2 separate regions of the Macaca mulatta genome follow, and region 1 is linked to region 2. A link is a contact called in public Hi-C data. All regions are on one chromosome and are shown on one strand. The core of a region is the stretch at or near the end of the contact, and the rest is flanking DNA. Distances in the headings are between cores, read along the strand shown.

Region 1 (3,371 bases), core at 447-2,946, 76 kb after region 2:
AACTTCAATTAAGGATCATAGAGATTTCCTTGAAGAAAAATTCATAACCAACGTCAGTAAAATTCAGGAGAAAATAGTGCAAGAACTGAAACTGAAAAGGGACCAATGTGAAATTATCAAGTCATTCCTGACGGAATTTATTGCAGTCACTCAGGGTGTCTTGTGAACAAAAACTACAACTTGTAAAAAAACACAAATCCCAAACTGGGGAAATTATTAATCAGTGAGAAGATGCAGACAGAAGTAGAAAAAAGTTGACCCAAGGTAAACATGGTGAAGCCCAGAGGCAGGACTGTAGAATACCTGGATGCCTACTCTGACGAAACAAACACTTAAGCGCCTCTAAGGATCCCCAAAGGACACAACTGACGGGGAGGGGAGAGGTGAATAAATACTTGCATCTCTAAAGCTGATCCACAGAAAAGCAGAGTCATCAATTTCCTAAGAACAGTCTCAGCCATCTCAAAACAGCAGAAATGAGGAAGACGGCATATGTTAACGAATCTTTTCGTTAGGTTTAAGATAAAGTGAAGAACACAAAACCCAGGTATTAATGACTAAAAAAAGAGAAGCGCCGGAAGCGGTGGCTCACGCCTGTAATCCCAGCACTTTGGGAGGCCGCCCTGAGGCGGTCAGATCACAAGGTCAGGAGACCGAGACCATCTTAGCGAACACGGTGAAACCCCGTCTCTACTAAACATTAGCCGGGAGTGGTGGTGGGCGCCTGTAGTCCCAGCTTCTCGGGAGGCTGAGGCAGGAGAATGGCGTGAACCCGGGAGGCGGAGCTTGCAGTGAGCTCTTGCAGAGAGAGACTCCGTCTCAAAAAAAAAAAAGAAAGAAAGAAAGAAAAGAAAAGCACAAAACTCAAGTCCAGAGGCCACTTCGGTCACTTCAGTCATAGCTAATAAAGTATCACAAAGGATCTTTTCATCAAATGAAGTACTAATGACGTTATAGGTCTATATTCTTAATTCTAATAACGTAAACGTGTGTGTTTTGATGGATGAGAAAACTCAGGCTTAGAGCCTTTAAGTAACCAAGATCACCAAGGCAGGCAGTGAGAGAAACCCAGGCAGGATTCGAACCCTCGCTGGCTGAGCCATTCTCATTACCGCCACAGTCAACAATCAACACGGCAGTTTAAGTTCATCCTTACCAGTCACCCAGGAGATGAGTTTTGAAGAGGGAGTTTAAAAGGGGCATCTGACTTTCTCTCTCTCCCAAAGTAGAAGAGAACTGAGCTGTCAAAAACAGAAAAAGAAGTGAGTGCGGTGCCGCCTGGACTCTCCATCCCGCAGCTCCGGACCGAGCCCGCCCCGCTCGACTCGCGCAGCCCCAGCCACGCTCGGTTCCCCGTCCGGGCCAAGGGACCGCGGCTGTCAGACGCGGAGGGGCAGAGGCACGGCCCAAAGAAAGGGACAAAGAGCCTTGCCGGCCGCGGCCGGAGGCTGCCGGCCCGTTCCTAAGCCGGGTTTCCGCGGCAGCGGCCCTAGCTGGGCGGGGACCGGGGACGGGGGCGCGGCGGGGGAGGAGCGGCCGCCGAGGCGGAGGGGCTGCGCTAGAGGTGCGGGCCCGGCTGGCAGACTCGCCCCCTACTCACTACCTTGCCGCGGACTTCCCGTCACGGTCGCCGCCGTCACGGAGCTTCTGAGCCGGGGCGACGCAGCGAGAGCTGATAAGCGGGCGTCAGCTGCGTCCCGCACTGGCGAAGCAGCCTCCAGATCGGGCTGGAGAAAGGCCGGGGGGTGGGAGTCGGGACGAGGTTTGTTCCTAGCTTGTGGAGATTTTACTCCGCTCGTCCCTCGCACTCGGCTTCCGCTCCGCCTCCCGGCCGGCCCTTCCCGCACTCGGGGGCCAGCCGCCCACAGCGCGCAGCATTGTGGGGGATGTAGTCTTAGAATGAGGAAGCGGCGACACGTGCTTCCAGCCGCCCTGCACCTACCCTGGATCAGAACGACGCCGTTGCGCGGCAACCAGAGAGGGGCGGCGGGCTCTTCTGTGTTGGAAGATGAGCCCGCCAGAGGCATACCTTCGGCCTTAACTCGCTGCAGGCTCTGGAAGAAGGGTTCTGGCATCTTGTTCCCGACCCTCCAGTGAGAAACCAACCTCCCAATACTGTTGACCTGAGGCTGGAAAAGCTTAATGATGATTAAGTGTGCTACAGATGAGAATACCCATCATTGCAGCCGAAAGTCCTTAGCCAATGGAGTGAGGCAAGAAAAATGAAAGGATTGAAGATTAAATAGGAAGAAACAAAATTATTTTTTCATAGATGATATAATTATGTACGTGGAGGCCGGGCGCCGTTGGCTCATGCCTGTAATCCCAGCACTTTGAGAGGCCAAGATGGGAGGATCACCTGAGGACGGGAATTCGAGACCAGCCTGGCCAACATGGTGAAACCCCGTCTCTACTACAGATACGAACTTAGCCGGGCGAGGTGGCGGACGCCTGTAATTCCAGCCTCCCGGGGGGCTGAGGTGGGAGAATTGCTTGAACCCAGGAGGCGGAGGTTGCAGTGAGCTAATATCGCACCACTGCACTCCAGCCTGGACGACAAGAGCAGAACTCCGTCTCAAAAAAAACAAAAAAAATTATGTTTATGGCACTTCAAAACAATCTGCAGATAAACTTAACAATAAAAGAGTTTAACAAGGTTAATAGATACAAAAATCATATTTTTAAAAATCAATATTTATTTATATATGCCAGTAAAAAAGATAATTTTTTAAAGATACCATTTACAGCAGCTCCAAACAAATATCAAGTACCTAGGGATAAATAGATCAAAGAAATGCAAAACCTGCCTGAAAAAAACATTGAAAGACCCTGAAGAAGACCTAAATAAAGATATAACATGTTCATAGATTGGAAGAGTCAATACTGAAGAACGCCAGTCTCTCCAAACCTACCTACAGAGCCAGTGCAATTCCCAACAAAATCTCAATAAATGTCTGTGTATGTGTGAGAAACTTGACAAGCTAATTTAAAATGCGATGGAAGAGCAAAGACAAGCATTCATGAAGAAGAGGAGGAAGAAAAAAAAAAAAGAGAAGGAGTGGGAGGAGGATAACTTGTGCTACCAGATAACAAGCTTTATTATAGAGTAGGCATGGTGGCCCATGCCTATAATCCCAGCACTTTGGGAGGCTGAGGCAAGTGGATTGCTTGAGGCTGGAGTTCAAGACCAGCCTGGGCAACATGGCAAAACCCCATCTCTACCCCCACAAAAAAAAAAAAAAAAAAAAAAAAAAAAGTCAGTTGTGGTGGCATGCACCTATGGTCCCAGCTACTCAGGAGGATCACTTTGAGGCCAGGAGGTAGAGGCTGCAGTGAGCCATAATTGTGCCACTGCACTCGGGCAACAGCAA
Region 2 (3,380 bases), core at 194-2,693:
GATGCCAAGGCGGGCGGAGCCCAGGAGTTCAAGACCAGCCTGGGCAACATGGTGAAATCCCGTCTCTACAGAAAATACAAAAATCAACTGGGCGCCTGTAGTCCCAGCTACTCGGGAGGCTGAGGCAGGAGAATCACTTGAACCCAGGAGGTGGAGATTGCGGTGAGCCGAGATCGCGCCACTGCACTCCAGCCTGGGCAAGAGTCAGACCCTGTCTCAATAAAATAAATAAATACATAATTTCCCACCAGGTCTGCCCTAACATGTTCGGAGCTAGGCAAGAATTAACTGGAGGCCCACAATTCACATATCTAAATATCCAAGTTATCAGTCAACACCAGCTCCAGCAACTTGCTCCCAGGCAATAGCTCTGGAGAACTGGAGGCTCAAGGAGCCGGCTCTGCTCTGCGCGAGGACTGGATGGTGGTTGTTCTGATCCTGAACCGGGCGTGGGAACTGACCCCATCAAGCTCCTAGCCCTTATTCTTCTAGCTCAGAATCTCCAGGCAGTTCTAAGGGTTACCGAAAACTACACCAACGGGGCAGTCGGAGCGCGGGAGAGCAGTCAGCTGGGGGGCCGTCTGCGCGCACACCTCTGGGTCATCTGGGTCGCCCACGATGCCGCAGAGGAGGCCCTGTCGCTCGCTCCGGCCTCCCTGGCCGAGTCTGGAGCGTCTCCCCTCTGCTTGTACACACACATCCTCCAGCCCCAACTCCGCGTCCTCTGGCGGCCCTCTCCAGGACTTCCCATCCGCCCAGATTCCGGACGATCAAAACCCCCAGGAAGCGGAAAAAGAGCGCGTCGCTGCAGGTGCACCAGCCTCGGTCAGGACCCAGGACAATTAGCCGGGTCCTCAGGCCAAAGGAGCGCCTACGTTTCCAGTTTCGGAAGGGGTTTCTCCAGAACACCAAAACACCAGTCGGTGCCTTTCTCCTAAAACCAGCACCTCGGGGTGGGGAGTGCGTTCAGAAGTTCACAGTTGACCCTATTACTGGGTTAATTTGATGCATGCTAACTTCTATAGCCTCTAGTACTCGATGTGAATGTTTTCAATGGCCATTTAAAAAACAGTTGGACCTCTGTATCAACTAGAGTTAGCCATCCTTCTTGGAAGGGAGCAGAGGGACTTCTTAAATGGCATCGGAAGACTCATCATTGCATAGAACTGCGTGGCCCTACAATATTTAATTAGGCAAAGACGAAACTGGAATTAATCTAGGCCTCCCCCAACAACCCAGGCAAAGATTCAGGGAACCCCCGCGGACACCCGCCGGGCCCCTGCCCTCGCCCTCAGCCCAGGGATCGTGGCCCCTCGGAGCGGCGAAGGGCCGGCCCGGAGCCACAGCCTCACCTCCTATACTCCAGGTACTCGTCCACTGCCGCCGCGCCGCGGGGAGGCAACGTCAGCCGCTCCATGGCCGGTGGGGAAGCCAAAGGCGCCCTCCCTGCTGGCCCGCCGACCGCGAAGCCCCACCCGGCCCCGCCCCCTCCAGGCGCTGCGCCCCGTCCGCCCGCCTCCTGATTGGCCGGGCCTGAAGCCCAAGGAGGCCGCGCGCGGCAACTGCGCAGGACGCGCGCCCCTACCTGGCAGCTGGCGCCAGGCACCAGAACCCCGGGGTCCGCAAGCTCAGCCCCGCGCCACGCATAGTGCAGTTCGCCGCCCTCCATAAACCTTGCCTCGATCCCCTCTCCCTTTCCCTGGACCGGCAAGTCTTCTTGTAAATTAACAAGTGACAAGGGAGTGCAGTGCCTTGCCTATAACAGGCGCATAGAAAATAGCTTATTTATTTGTACAGCTCTTTTCGCTTAATCCATCTCTTGAAATATAAGTGGTTTTGAGAAGGTTCTGCTTTAGTTTGAGGCCCGCCTCTCCTTAACTGTCGACCTGTTTCTAGTACTGGCGTTTTCAAAAACTCTGATGTAACAATCAGTAGTCCTGGGTATCTGGGTTCACTTTGGGGGCTGCTAAAGCAGCATATTCTTCAAAGGAACCGAACAACTGATTTAAGGTGAAGCATGTAAAAACAATTTAGGTAAAGATTTGTTTGTTTTTTTTAACTTTTGGAAACACTGCAAAACATTTAGAAGCTGAATCACCATGCGATTGGTAATTTGGCCATAATTTGACTTAGCACATTGTGGAAAAGAATAGAAATCGTCAGGCGGAGTCATTAAACTCTGAAGCTCCCAGGGGATCAGCTTTAGCGCCCTCTGTAAATTATCTGGGAGGGAGAATATGCAAACAATAAGAAAAATAATTAAACTTCGGTACAGTACTTTATTTTCAAAGTACTTTTCTACATATTTCAGGTCCAAAAAACATTATGTAAACAAATTGTTTGGGTACCACCCCCCTCCCTTCTCGGTGCCCTTTCAACAAACCCCACCCTCTCCCCAAAGTCCTCCTCCTGTTCAGAGGCGTTCTTGACAGTCACATGAATGAATGATCCTGAAATCGGATTCATATTTTAGGAGGCTGATCTCAACTTAGTATTCTCTCCTATCACACCTGTGGTTTGCTGCTGTCCATTATACCTCTTCCCCCCGACACCCTCCAGATGGGGTCTTACTCTTTCGCCAAGGCTGGAGTGCAGTGGCTGGATCTCGACTCACTGAAGACTCTGCCTCCTAGGTTCAAGCAGTTCTCCTGCCTCAGCCCCCTGAGTACCTGGGATTACAGGCATGAGCCACCACGCCCAGATATATATACACACACACACACACACATATATACACATATATGTATATATACACACACACAATATATGTATATACACACACACATATATATACATATATGTGTATATATGTGTGTGTGTGCGTGTATGTGTATATATATCGTATTTTTAGTAGAGACGGGGTTTCACCATGTTGGCCAGGCTGGTCTTGATCTCCTGACCTCGTGATTCACCCTCTCAGCCTCCCAAAGTGCTGAGATTACAGCGGTGAGCCACTGCACCTGGCCCCATTCTACCTCTATGAGAGCCTAGTCTTGCTTTTAGGCAGCAACTAAACTAACAAAGAAAAATAGAAGAAAATGCCAGGCTTTCAAGCTTACAGAAAAGTGTCAGGGGAACGTCTGTGTAGGCAAGTACAATTTAAAAATCTAGAGGGAGATGGTTAAAATAGATTTAGCCCAATTGTGGACTCTTCCAGGAAGATGCTGGAGCAGTAAACTCTTCTGGCCAAAGAAGTCAACAAAAATATTGAGCATGATGAATGAGAGTATGGAACAAACCAGAAAAATGTTATCCTAACCTTACATAAAACTGACACCTTTGCAAATTAAAATACTGTATATGGTTCTCAGCTCTGCTTTAATAAAAAGGTATAATCAAACTATAACTTCCTCCCAATATGTAGCTAAATTGATCTAGGA

What was found. Hi-C and Micro-C count contacts between places; a contact is called where the count stands out from the background.
Region 1: a contact with region 2 is called in a Hi-C map of fetal cortex germinal zone, with 1.7 times the contacts expected there. The contact joins the promoter of CCDC126 here to the promoter of FAM221A in region 2.

The regions. Positions count from the first base shown.
Region 1 is chr3:104,751,688-104,755,058 of T2T-MMU8v2.0, forward strand. It overlaps CCDC126 (coiled-coil domain containing 126), which reads right to left and starts at 1,697. Exons shown (of 4, transcript NM_001190944.1): 1 at 1,601-1,697; 2 at 1,157-1,241.
Region 2 is chr3:104,675,677-104,679,056 of T2T-MMU8v2.0, forward strand. FAM221A (family with sequence similarity 221 member A) reads right to left here and starts at 1,444. Exons shown (of 7, transcript NM_001194079.2): 1 at 1,353-1,444. The coding sequence starts at 1,417.